2 separate regions of the Anas platyrhynchos genome follow, and region 1 is linked to region 2. Evidence: chromatin contacts called from public Hi-C data. All regions are on one chromosome and are shown on one strand. The core of a region is the stretch at or near the end of the contact, and the rest is flanking DNA. Distances in the headings are between cores, read along the strand shown. Region 1 has its middle 20 kb from the start of SLC2A10. Region 2 overlaps EYA2 (EYA transcriptional coactivator and phosphatase 2).

The links. A called contact is a pair of places that touch in the nucleus more often than the background predicts.
Region 1: a contact with region 2 is called in a Hi-C map of liver, with 1.9 times the contacts expected there. The contact joins two enhancer-like sites. A contact is called at or near these places in 3 of 8 Hi-C or Micro-C datasets (liver, skeletal muscle and subcutaneous adipose tissue).

The regions. Positions count from the first base shown.
Region 1 is chr21:4,316,608-4,323,258 of IASCAAS_PekinDuck_T2T, forward strand. No RefSeq gene overlaps it. Among named protein-coding and RNA genes, the nearest start is that of SLC2A10, 20 kb to the right of the region's middle. Within about 2 kb of position 2,939, at least 2 of the 8 cell types and tissues checked have an H3K27ac peak or open chromatin away from gene starts, as enhancers often do.
Region 2 is chr21:4,154,767-4,162,204 of IASCAAS_PekinDuck_T2T, forward strand. It overlaps EYA2 (EYA transcriptional coactivator and phosphatase 2), which reads right to left. Exons shown (of 16, transcript XM_072026630.1): 10 at 6,443-6,532; 11 at 522-580. Among named protein-coding and RNA genes, the nearest start is that of ZMYND8, 86 kb to the left of the region's middle. Within about 2 kb of position 3,030, at least 3 of the 8 cell types and tissues checked have an H3K27ac peak or open chromatin away from gene starts, as enhancers often do.

The sequences.
Region 1 (6,651 bases), core at 1,689-4,188, 160 kb after region 2:
GAAAAAAAAATAAAAGAAAAAAAGAAAATCTGGCTCCTTGTTTTAATTTTCTGCTAGCCTAAGGCAAGACTTTTAGAAGGAATAAATTACAAGCAAGCAGGGAGAGAGACTGAATGGAGCAACTGACTGCTAGCGCTGAACAAAGGGCATTCTTGGAAGGGTCTGGTTTTACAGAACCTAGAAGTTGTCAGCTCAGTTATCAGGAAGCCGCCTCCCTCCCCGCTTGTGAGTGTGCTGCTTTTGAGCAATGCCCCAGCTCCGCATGAGCCGGCTGCGTGCAAATCCCAGCACTGCACGGCAGTTGTGAGCGCTTGGAAAGTGTCCTCTGCTGAAGCGTTTTGTAGGACAGCCAAGTGGAGAATGCTTTGAGAATTTGGCACCGTGTGTGAGTGCACCATTAGTGATAGCAATCGTGAAAGTCATATTCCAGAGCAAGTCATTTGCACTGGACTTGGAAATTAGAACATAGCTGATGGTATTCAAGAGGCTAAAACATGCACCTCAAAAAAAAAAAAAAAATATCCTGTTTCAGATATCATGGACTATGTCAGGATAAAGAAAAACACAGAAAACCAGCAGATTTTTTTTTTCTTCCTCATATATTGTATGGGAGTAAAGGCTGTGGCTTAAAAAAAGCTGGCCAGAAAATGGAGGAGAAATATAAAACTGAGCTGCATTACTTGTGGCAGTTCTTTTGTGTTGCAGTCTTACAAGACGATGCTTCATGTGTTTAAGATCTCTTCCACCTGTAATCCCTTCCAAACTGCCCCGCAGGCTCCATCCAAGGTCAAGATTTGGCTGGCACAGCCTTGCTGGTGGGAGCTACCTAAGGAGCGGCCCTATTGCAGTGGTTTCTCTGGAGTTCAGTGCCTGACCTCTGGAGGAATCCAGGTGGGTGCTGGCAGCCTCCTCACTCCTGTGCGTGAGGCCAGAGCTTGGTCTTCAATGCCAGGTGGTCCTTGCCCAGTCTGGAACAGGCACAGAGGTTCAGAGGTCCCCAGTGTTGGTAAAGCTGCCCCTGTTACTGCGCTGCTCCTTACATCTTGTGTTGCCTTTTTGTCTTCCAGAGCCAACATCCCACCTGGGAGGCTCTGATCATTTCTTCTGTAGCCCCAGGCATAATGAACCCCTCTCTGTGAAGGAAGAGCTGTCAGGCAATTGAGGCAGAGCCAGCTGTGATGGCACAACGTGACCTCAGTCCGCTGCAACTCTGGTAAAAATCATGGCATTTCTGTACTATTCACAGCAAATGCTGTTCTCCCTGCTCTTCTTGCTTTCTCATACTTCCTTTTCCGGCTCCTAAAAGGCAAATAATTTTTAAGCAATATTAACCCACTCTTGGTTGCACAACTCAAAGCTTAATTCATATAGATGTTTATTGTGACTGAACATGACAATGAGCTAATGGCTTGCAGAAACCATTTTGTAGATGGACACACGGTTGTAAATTAGCTGCGGGACCTCAAGGCAGAATTACCAAATACAATTGTGTTGCTGTGTCTGAAAATAATTACGTTTGCTTGAGTTTGGGCCAGGCTGCATAAAGATTCTCTGTACTGTAATGAGCTGCTGGTGACTTGACCCATGCTTTAGGTGTAATTTTGGAGGTTTTTAAATGTTGATTGCGTTTTCCAGAGTGGTCTTGTAGTACAGGAGGGAGAAAAAAATAAATAAAAGGGGCAGCAGAAGCGGATGAGCGGTGATAAAGAGAAGGAAAACTTGGTGCTTGCCAATTGCTTGTCTGGTTCACCACTCATTTTTCTGCAGTAGCCCGAATACCAGGCTGTATTTGTTTGCCGCTGCCTGCTGAAGCCTTCGACCTCAGCCTGCCCTTCTCTCCCCCAGCGCTGACAGTAAGTGAAGAAATGCTAAATTCATTCATCTGCCCGAGATGTCTTTGAAGTCCACCACTAAAAGCTCTATTGTTTTATTAGCTGTTAATGCGGCACGGGGGAATTCTGCTGTGCGCAGCAGAGCTGGGGTGCAGGGGGAGCCCTTCCTGGTAATTTGTCACTCCTCAGAAGTCCGAGCAGACACGCCGGGATGTTTGAATGCTTGGGGCTGAGCCTGGAGCTGCTCCATGCAGCTTCCACTGCGGCCGGTGGGAGCCCTGGGGGTGAGGGATCGCGCCAGGTCACACCTTGACAACTGATGTTACCTTGGCCAAGGTCACTGCTAAATGAAAGACCACGGGCTGCTGCAAACACACGGCCGTGCTGGCTCAGGCTGGATGCTGGTCGTGCAGAATGTGCTTGTCAGAGGAAACTGAGGGCAGAGTCTCAGAGGGGAGAAGTGCCATTGCTGGGCACTGCTTGAGCACCGTTGGTGCTCCTTGTGGGCCAGGGGTGGTGGCCTTCAGAGGTGTTGCAATGCCTGAGCATTAGCACAGTTTCCTACCTGAATGCAAATGTGCTGGGAATGCTCCTAAGCTGCAAGGTCTTGCTTTTCTCTATGTGCACCCTTCATGGAAAAATGGTCAAAGATCAACAGGTAATCAATAAAGGCACCCATCACCTACTCCTCTTGGCTTTCAACTCTTTGCATCCCACCTCTCTCCTGAGCTGAGGGAGCTGCAGGAGCTCACTGGTGTGTAATTATGTGGGCGCACATACACCTTGTAACTGCAGCCTGGCTCCCAGGTGTGGTCTGGGAGCTGGGCACAAACGAACTGGCTGCTGCCTCGGGCTGTTTCTTGCTCAGGTACAAAGGGTTTCTGCAGAAGCCATCCCTCACGTCCCAGGAGCTGCTGCTCCCTGCAAGCACGGGGCAGCCAGTGGTGGGAGCTGTGTCCTGGTAAACACAGAGAGGATGGCAAGCCCAGCCTCCCAGCCGCCACTGCCCACAGGCAGCCCTTTTATTTGCTTTCCTTTGCTGTGAGTACTTCTCACTGACTCAGCCTGATCAGTCTATCAGCAGAGCCTTTCTTTCTGCCTGCTCTTCCCAGTGCCTTCTGTAGCACTAAAACTAAGTCAATAGAAATGCAAAACTTCTGCCTTGTTACCACAGTCATCTAATGAATCCTGAGAACTTTGGCAGGCCAGCTCAGTGCTTTGCATGACTGCCTAACTACACTGCGAGATGTAGGTTTTGCCGAGAAGCGTACTCATTAGGTGGGCATTAATATAAGTTCTTCCTGTGATGTAAAGCTGCTGCTGTTTGCTCCCCAAAGCAGGGTGAAATGACTCTCCCAACATTTTCCCATGGCAGAAAGGTGAAGGGTCATGAGGAGCTTGTTCGCTAACATCCATAGCATGGGAGTGTGCAATCGATTTGATTTGCTGTGCCCTCACCTTTGGGCTCAAGCAGCTGCAGGCAGGGTGGCAGTGGAGCAGAAGGGGTCAGGAGCTTATCAATAGGGAGATCAGAATTCAGTTTTGGGAGGTCATTTAGAAATCAGGGCTTTATGGAACAACTATGTAGTGGTAGAAAATAGCTGCTGCTGTAAGGTCCAGATCCAGCAATCACACAACACTTCTGTGTGTGTCCTGCATAAAACACATCCCTCTCTGAACTGAAGCCGTTGGGTTGGAAATGGATATCTGCATGGAAGCACTTTAAGGTTTATTGTTACTGATCTCAGTTTTGCTGCAAGGTAACCTTGCAAACTGGGTATTACAGAACTAAACCCAATACGTGGCATAGATTAAGCTGCTCTTAAATAGTTTAAAATCCAGTGGCCCTTACACACAGTCTCCTAGCATTGAGAGTGGTTTTGGCATTCTTAAAAAGATCATTGCAAACAATCCATTCCAAAGTAAATATTTGTAAACAGCAATAAAACACGGTAATGGCCTGCTATTTAAATGCAAATTAGAGGGGTCAACAAGCACCTGCACTCCCCAGCTGCCCAACTGGGGAAGGTTTAGGATGCCAGCTTTCTCCTCTGAGGCAAAAAGCATCAGCCAGCTCTGGGAAGATGCTCTTCTTGGACAAATCCCTGCGGGCAGTGCACATGTGCCTTTCAGGTGGCCACACTAGCCTGGGTTTCAGGGCTTTTATTGGGGCAAACATAGGTGTTCTGTTTCCCCATCAATGGGTGACTTGCTCCATGGGTGCTGGTCCCTGGCAGCCCCAGCTCAGAGTCCTCAAACTGTGAACCGGAGCCTCTCAGCAGCAGCACAATAGATTGCTTCCTCACCACTTGCTTTCCAGCAGTTTGGGAGAGACTTGAACCCTGTCCCAAATTTCTCTGCTATAATGCTTGGAAAATGCATTTAAAGGAGGCATTTAATCAAAAAGCTACTCTACAGAAATGGTTCTTTCATCATGTTCCCATTAACCTTAGAATGCTTTTAAGTACTTTCTCTTTCATGGGAATGAAGCTGAGGAATATTTCCAGCTACTCCAAATTTTTTATTTCAACCTGTGGGAATTGGTTAAGCCCAAGATACCAAATTGAATCCAAACCTGGCTGTTTTTTTGTCTTCTGCAAACGTCCTCAGCCCCATTGTTATGTCTCTGAACTTGCAGCCCTATTTCTGAGTATAAAGCAAGGATTTTGTGAAGCTCACCAGCACTTCTAGTGCCAGCGTGGTGTATAGTGTCTTGCTGCTGGATTAGAAGGTTGCATTTATACTTGCCACGTTACTTCAAAATGTAAGAAAGATTTTTAGGAAGCAGTCTGGTGTGTCACTAGCATCATTCACCCCATTACAGGACCCAGGGCGAGCTGTATCCCTGGTGTCAGCATGCTCAGACCTCACCTGCTCACACTGGTGTGATACATGGGAGCCTGCTCCTGGGCAGTATTTGCATTGTGAATGCTGCTGTGCCCTCTGCGGGATCAGGCCCTGAAGCAATGGAGGTGAGGAACACAGGAGTTTGTGCTGGTTGTCAGTACCCAGCGAAGCTGCTGGGATGAAGGCTCCGTGCTGGCTCCCTGGTCACAGAGAGCTCCCAGCCCTGTACAAGATGGGCAGCAGCAACCTGTGAGCAGCCCCTCGCTGCCAAATCCCTGGCTGACAGCAGCTCAGCCCTTCCCAGCTTCAGCTGGAGGTTTTACAAGTTGGAGCAAAGCAAAGACTTTTCCATCCCTAAGCACTCGCAAAAGCCCAAAGATGTCGCAGCCAGCCGTATTTCCAGATGGGTAAGCTTCCAGGGGCTGATGATGGATTTGATGCATCCCCGCTGATGACAGCAGAGGTGCTGACTCCCCTTTCAATTCCTTCCCCTAACAGACAAGGTCCCTGAACCTGACCCACTTCACCGACATGTGCAGTGCTTGTTTCTCTTCCGCAGCCTGTCTGGTTGGCTTTGCTTCCTCCCCCCCGCTTGTAACTCCCAGCTTCTTTCCTGCGGGAAAGATTAGGAAGGATAGGAAGTCGTCTGTGCAAAAGCCATCCCCGGCCAAAGTAAATACAGGTCACAAGATTAGGCTTCATCAGAGCTTTAAGCCTGGCCCAAGCTAAACAAATGAGCTGTCATGCTCTGGTAAAAGATCCAGTATGAGCAAACTGGCATGACTGCAAAAATGGTAAAGCAGCTAATAGGTTTTGCAATATGGAAGTTTTAAGTTTTGTTTTTAATGCTGCATTCCTGAAAGTCAAGGCTCACACTGAACTTCAGATGCCATTAATTTTGTCTGCTGGCCCCACTTGCCACTAAGCAAACACTTCCCAAAGCCCAGCAATAGCAGCAGAACCCCATGAGGCTGTTCCGCCCTAGAGACCCCTTCCAGCACAGGAACAAACAGGAAGGAAGAAACACCTTGTCTCAGCTTGAACCCTGGGTTTCTTGGCTGTTACGCTGAGACTGAATCTTTGAATGAATTACAGACCAGTTTGGGGGGGAAAAAATCCTCTACCTATTCAAATATCCTACTCGTGGATGTCCAAATATCTGCGTAGAATCCAGCAGTGGTGCGATGGCAATGGGCACTGCAGCATGCAGGAATTAGGCAGTTGTTCACAAAAAAGGGTTAACTGAAATGGTAAGTGGAGCAGTCTCTAAGGTTTCCCTGTAAAAAGAAAGAGAGTAACTTGCACTAATAGGAATATTTTTCTCTTGCAATGAGCAGAGCCTGCGGACATAGGACTTGGGTGTCGTCCTCTGGCACTGCCCCGTTGTGTAGCTGTGGGCACATTAACTTCTCCCTGAGCATTTTTGGTACCTACACCTTGGGAAGGGCACCGAAGCCGTTATCTGCCCTGAGGTACAGAACTCTGCAGCACAGCGACATGTTCAATATTTACTGGTCGTAACAATTATAAGGAAAAAAGCAACAAGCATTAAAAGTCTTTATGGAACAAAAGACAGGCTTTTAATATTGTTTTAATGTACTCAACAAAGCTTTAGTTTATGGCCAAGCCAGTCTCCTGTAAGTGTGCAAGGGCTGAGACAATTTAAAAACCAAAATATTTATCCCAGTAGAGACCTTGCAGCTTATCAGGTAACTGCAGGCTGCGTTTAGGCCATTTTTAACTGGGCATTAAAAATCTTTTTGACACATGCTTTATTCCCCTACAATAGACCCTAACAGCCCCTCTGAGGCTTTCCGCAGCCTTATGTGCAAAAAGTAATGGGGATTGGTTTAAAGAGTGGAATTTGACCCGAGAGAGAGGTGAGTATTTGGGGACTACTTAGCCCTTGGTAGTACTTGGGGGCTCTTTAGTCTGTGGGGCACTTTATTACTCATTAGTGCTCAGGGACGCT
Region 2 (7,438 bases), core at 1,780-4,279:
TAAATGTAATCGTACAAAAATAGTTTTTATGTACATGATTAATGAACTTAAACAGGCAATATTAATAGTTAGTGCAGTTTTGGTGTATGTTTACACCAGTGACAAGGCTGTGGCTTTGGCAAGGACCACAGTCCATACAAGTAAGCCCATTTATTACAGATTGGGCAGTGGGAAACCTTTCAGTCTGGTTTTGAAAGGGTTTGGCTACACTTGTGCCAACTGGCTGGCCAAATCATGTTGGAAACCAGTGTAGTCAGAGCAAAGTTCACCCTAATTTTAAACATAATTCCTAGAATGGTTCAAAGCTGAGCAAGGTCAGGGCTTGCCAGTAGGCACAGGCAAATTAATGTGTGAACACCAGCTCTGTACTTCTGTGTGTTTAATAACTGCAGACAGCATGGAGCCAGGAAGGGGAGAAGGCACATGGCCAAGGAAGTTTTTTTACAACACTGACCAACCCCTGCTATTTTCAAACAGCTGGGGACTACCTGGCCTGCAGCTTCCACCCGGAGATCCCATACCTTAGATCTTGACCATTATCATCTGACGATACATCATCTATGTGGATCTGGTCACAGTCCTGAGAAGCGTATGAAAAAAATACATCAGTAAATAAATACTTTGAAAAAACATTTTAAAGAACACTTCATGTAATGAAAAATGACTTCAAGGCTAATGCTACGAGAAAATCTTACACGTTGCCAACACTGTCTAGTACAGTATAGCTAGCTGACTGTTATAAACAATATTACACAGCACTTGCATAAGTAACTAACTGTGTGTGAGACAAGCTGTTATCTAAAGGCACAACAGCTCCTTAATAACGCACTAAGTGGAATTCCTTCCTATGCAGATATGAGGGAGAGAGAGGGGCTTGTCTTTTAGCCAGGAAAACTGTTTTGTAAATGTTGTTATACATGATAAGGCACAGATTTGGCAGCCTCTCCCACTGTGACAGTACTTCTTTGGACAGAAGGTGTATCCCCACATAATTACAAGGGGAGATCTGTCTCAGAAATTTCCAGAGACACCTGTCCTGTTGGTGTTTTCCCAGGGCATACCGAGGGGGTTCAGCTTCCTTTGATGTGCAGAGAAGCACTGAAGAAGGCACCCTTTCATAGCCCTGTACTGCAGAGTTAAGAAATAATGTGTCAGTAATGAGGAAATCCACGGACAGGAAATTTAACCAGAAGGTACACTTAGAGCTCAGCCTGCATGAAGTACGTACTCAAGATCTTATCTTGCAAAATTCTTCATTGTTTGAATCACGGAGGCCCTGCCTCAAAAACTTGAGAAATGTTGTTTCTATTGTTTCCTTCCTAGTCTTAACACCATCATTAGAGAGAGGAAAATCTGTAAGCTTCTACCTACTGCCTTAATCTCTTTTCTCCATGATCCTTGTAGGTAAGGAGAAAACAAAGCCTTCAAGCTGGCAAACACTACCCTTTGTTCTGGCTGATTTTCAATAGAAGTAAAAGCACAGTTGATATAAGGAGACTGAAGTCAGAACAACTACAGCTAACTAAGGAACAGTTATCCTTTACCACGACAGTATTTTATAAACCACACAATCACCTACCTTACATAATTATAGGCTTTACGAATTACTTTAAATTAGCCCATCCAAAAAAGAAAAAATCCCCAAACAAGTAACTAAGCTTGATATCAATCGCAAAATGTCACGCATTGTTCTTGCTCATAATCACGACATTTTCTGCAGAACTTGTTTTAGATAATTCTCAACAAGTCATCCAATTTTATCTTGTTCTTGTCTCCTCAGTCCTCTTCATCAACATATGACTGAGGTGTATACTCTGTATAACCGGAACCAAGTAACTGTATTGCAGATTTCTGCTGGCACCTCTCTCTCTTCCACCCACTGTCATTTTTTAAGCCCCCCTCTCCATAGCTGTTGTGAGCCATGCTGGGATAATATTGATGCAGCCCACTCCATTTCAGTTGTGTGATGCAGGGCATTAAGTCAAGGGAAAGGTATTTGTGGAGGGATCTGTTTTTCTCATTTGTGAATGAATTGTTCTGTACACTGAAGTGTGACAACAGTAGCTATCACATTTCTGACTTAATAAAATACCATGACACTTGGTGAGACACTACCTCATAGTCCGCCGGCTGAGCCTATCATGTTACTGGGTAAAACACAGGGAAGCTGGTTAAAGCAAGAATGTGGACCGTGTTTTACTACTTGGTTACGAGACTAATTTTTCATTCTCGCAGAATTTCCTTGAGATCTTAGTGAGTGGGGAATCAGGGCAGGATATCTGGGCTGCTGAAAAGAAGGTCCAGAATGTCTGAATGGAAGTCTGCAATGGAAAACCCAGTTTCCACATCTGCTGACTTTTTAAAACAATACTCTAGGATCTCAGAGGTACGTGATCTGTTGAATGTGCAACCTGTAACTGAGTCAAACGTGTAAGACCTAGTCAATCCTCCAAGCTCCTGGAACGGAACTGTTCTTACTGTTGTGACATCTCCAGGCCAGTCAGTGATACACAATCTGCCTCCAGATGGGAGCAAGCCCTTGGACCCACACAGAAAGGTGCTTGAGCTAGCACAGCTTTGAAATGGTACCACAGGCTTGGAAAAAGCTTCTGCTGCTTCCTTGTGAAATACAAGCTCGTTCTGAGGACGCATGGAGAAGCTCCTTCAGTTACTACTTCTGCTCTCTCTGCATATTCTCTAGGTTAGTCTCTTGCACATGTAGAAACAGCTTGCAGACATACAGGTTGTCCATTTTTGTATCGGTACTGTGTTAGATAATTTTAAAAAACATCTAATGAATTAACTGATCACTTGATCTCGCATCTCGTCTTAAGGTGGGGATAGGGGGTTAACAGTTCCCAGAACAGGAAACCTCCAGGGAGGGCTCTGAAAGGCAATAACCTGTAAACACACTAATCCCCTTGTTTGCTAATTCCTCATTCCCTTCTTGGTCCTGCTGTCCTTCACACTTGCTTTCTAGAGTGCTAGGCAACGATATCTCCAGAGGGAGGATGAAATGTACTATTTTCTAGCTTGTGTTGCACTGTAAACAAAAGGAGCCTGGGAGAAAAAGCACAACCCTGAAAAGCCCAGAGTCCATACTTGAGCTTCACCATGATCTGTAACCGTGGTCAATTCCTATTCTGCCTGATTTCCCAAAAAGGGAACAAAGAGTGAGAAGATTTCCTTTCAAGTGTATTTACTCATATAGTCTATAGCGTGATCAGAGCCCTTTATAGGCCACACCTTGTATGGCCTGCATTTGCAGACAGCAGGGATCTAACCTGCCTGTACTGCAACTGCAGTCAGAGGTGATGTGTCCAACAAGCACCAAAGTGCTACATGAGTAGGTGAATTAGTGTGGTACACCCACATATTTATAATTCGAAAATGCGGCTCAGCAAACACATGCCTCTCGCTTGCCTGGGTTGTGCTTCTAACAACCTCCAGAACAGGGCAATACTTGTGTGGCTGCATGTCCTCAAAGCTGCCCTTGTCAAGGTTTGGTGCCTTCATTCTTTGTTACAGGGCAGCCACACCATTAAGCTGTGTTTTAATAAGTATCGACCCTCCTCCTGCCCAAATCTGCTGGAAATAAATCCATCTTCTAAGTTCTACTACTCAAGAGTTAACTTGCTGGCAGAGAACCCCTTTCTGTAAGAACACCAGAAGTATTTGGTAAGAGTCTAGGCCTAGGGCTTCTCCATTCACCCACCTGCCCTGGAAACTGGGGATCAGCCTCCTGCTATCCTGAGGGCTGGGTGTGAATCTTGTGGGAAATGGGCCTCTGCTACGCTGCAGCACCAAGAGAGGCTGGGCTGTAGCAGCTTATTTGAATGGATCTGCTGGTTCTACTTTTCACACACGCCCAAGATTCCCCTTCTCTGGCATAGCAGGAAAAACACTTCCAGGCAATGTATCCAGGAAGAAGTTGCCTGAATCCCACCCAGGAAGACCCTGAAAACATACAAAACCCTGGCCAACAACAGGGTGCCAGGGAGCAGGATGGCACTGTGTGTGGTTCAAGGCTATGGCACATGTGAGGCGAAGGCAGAATAACAGTGGCCTGACTCCTGTGTTCATTTGGCAGGTTTTTTTTACAGAAGCAAGCTCTGAAAATTCCTGCTATTTATTCATCTGTCATCCACTAAGCTGACAGCTTGCATCAACTGCAGTAATTCATTCTCTTCATTTTCTTAGTTTTCAATGTAAGAGCAGCAAAACAAAGGGCTGCCTATTTTCCTTGGACAAGTTGACAGTGTGTTGCCATAGAGGAAAGCCCTATTTCTCTCTCCTGTCTTGCTGAAACATTAAAAGAGGTACGATGTGCCACAGCCTGATAGCATTATTTCGGCATAAGGCAAGAATCACGTGGCTTTGATAGAAAAAAACAAACAAACAACTACTTCCAGTTCAGGCCCCTCACTCAGAATTTGAAGCCAATTTTTTGCTAGGCTGTCCAGTCACAGCCTTACCAGGCTAATGAGAATTACATAAATGCTAGCAAGGACTGTGTGACCCTTGCTGTATCTATGGGCAAATGATTTATCCTCATCAGGCACCTTCTAGGAATGTTTCAACAAAGCTTTATACCCTGGCAGCACCTTCTGCTCTGCACAGCACTGAAAACTGCAGACAGCATAATAAACCAGTCCCCCGTTGCCAAAACAAGGTAATAATTGATTTCCTTGTCCAACCTGCCTCTCTGGTGAGGAGAGATGACATTTCTTCTCCCTCACAATTGTCCCCCACACTGAGGCAGCCATACTTTAGCTGCTTCAGTATGCTGGGCACCCCCAAAATGCCTGAACTTGGCTAAGGAAGGATTTATGCCAGAGAAATGTCTTGCTATGTTTAGTATTTCCTAACAAGAGTATTGCTTTAGTACTGAACAGGGTGACAATCCTACCGCTTTCTCTGTTACAGCTTCTTTCACCTGGCCCCACTACAGAATATGATCAGAAATGGTTTCAGCCCTGTACAATTTTAGCTTATTTTGTGTTGCACAGGTCAGTGTTATGCCACATGATGGTGCTAATGCATATGGTAATCTTTTCAGGTCTAGAACTGAAGCAGCTTCTGTGCTTTTTTTTTTTTTAATCTATTTTTTTCTCAAGAATATCATTCACTGTGTCTTTTTCAAGCCTAGCACTTGGTGATGTACAACCCTTAAATACCACTTTGTGAACGCTCAAGCCTGACTTTCATTTACAATCCAAAACCAAGGAGTAGGATGGCTAATGAACAGAGATGGATGACTTCTGTTCTTGGAACACAGAATTTTGTAAGGGACATTCACTTCTTTTGAATCTTTCCTTATCCATCACTTTAATTACTGAAATGCTCAGCTAAAATTGAAACACCTTGGTTTGTCTTTGATTTGAAAAAAAGTTTAGTTTGTTTCACTTGTCAAGCATGAGTCAAAAGGGAAGACTGAAAAAAAACAAACAGATAATTCTCAGTAAGCAAACCCCCAGATTGTAAGGAGACAGGTGGCAGGAAAGCAGGCACCTCCTGTAATGTGTGGAGGAACACAGCACAATTAAGCAGTGAAGGAATCAGAAGTTCTCACTGAACTCATCAGGCACAGAAAAAGTTATCCCATTTTATTCAGCACAGAAACAAACCCTTCATTTTTCAAGTGAAGTGAAAGTCCGCAGAAGCCTACCGAGGGATCCCAGAACTTTTTCCTCCAAACTCCTCCAAGCAGTACTCTTGACTCCAAGGTGCCCACAGCACAAACCCATCCTACTCACTGTAGGTGACTCATTCACATCATTTCTACTGATTGCAAATTAAAACAACTTTTCTTCAGCACTATACAGCTGTTTCTCAGCTGGTGACAGAATTTTGCTTGCATGACTTTGTTTGGATTTCACTATATATTCAAAAGGATTTTCACTTTGTATAAGGAAGGCATAGCCAGACCGTAATAATCTGCCATAATGCAGACAAGGAGGAATTTTTCCTCTTGGTCTTTCATGTAGAAACTCACATAGTTTCATCCTGCAATGTGTCTGCACTTGAGCAGACCTCCTGCTCTGCCTCTGTGTGCAGAACAGAGCTTCCTCAAGAACAGAGACTGTTTTTAAAACCTCTGCATTGCATCATAGCTAATTGCTACCTGCCCCATAGGATCTATGCTAATTTAGCTTAATAAAATTATTAAATAGCAAATTTCTGGAGAAGCAGCAGTAATGTCCTCATTATTAGATTTACTAAAACTGCCAAAAGCCATCATTGTTACTGTGTATTTAGAAAAAAATTCCTTAACAGAATGAAGATGTCAAAGGGACATACTAAAAGTATGCTTCCAATAAACCATCTAAGGCCCATTTCTTTGGGGTCAATAATGAAAGTTTCTTGGCCAGAAAAACAAGTTTGTAGAGCAGATGCAAATGATTAGAAAGAAAGATGCTAAATAAAATAAGCAGCTACATACCTCCAGGTCATTAAAGAACAGATGTGTATCTGCAAGGTTGAAGATCATTTCTTCCATCATAAGACCTATCCGCACAGACGTTGTAGTGTCCTGTTGAGGGAGAATCATTTTTTTTCCCATTCATTTCAATTTCTTTTTTGGGGGTGGGAGATCTTAGACACAGGATCTACACATTCCTTTTTCTGAATATATGGTCATTAAAGTCATTTAATTTCCCAAGTGTATCTTAGCATGATTTTCCCATCCTTTTTTTTTTTTTTTCTCTCTACTAATCAGTTTCTGTTCTCTGAAGGATGGATATAGCTCACCTTATGCATTTCAGCCTGTACATCCAGATGAGTTTAACAAGAACATTTAAACACCTGAGAAGTGTTTCGGTATAAGAAACACTTCTGTATAAGAATTGCTTCAGTAGGTTGGACAAAGAAGTAATTTCCAATAGCATCAGTACACAGCAGCTAGGGTACACAGCAGCTAGGGGACAGTTATAAACAACAGAGCCCACAGAGGGTGATTCTCTCCAGACCCTGTCCTTTGAATCAGCCATAAGAGGCCAGCATTATTCTTTACACATGAAAGTAGACTTTTAACATCAAGCAGCAATACGATGAGCAGAATCTGAAAACAGAGCCCACAAGTTCAAACATAAATTATCTCTCTTTCTCTAAAGCATGCAATCTGCATCTCGGTATGCTTGGGTTAGGTCTTTACTGCCATGCTAACTTGGGTGATGAGCACAGAGCAGGACAGAAAGACAGACGTGTTGTTCCCACATCAGAGCCCACTGTGTGGCACAGTGTCTACTGGCCTTGGTAGCGTAAGTGCACATGGAGATGCAAGAGCAGCCACACTGGTGCAAAGCTCTTCCATCTCTGCTGAAGCTCTCTGTTTATTTAACAGTACCAGCAGAGTTAAAACAATCCCATCCTCCCATGCAAACCCAATTACAGCAGGATAAAATGCTTGTCAAAGTCTGACTATTCTTGCTCAGGACAG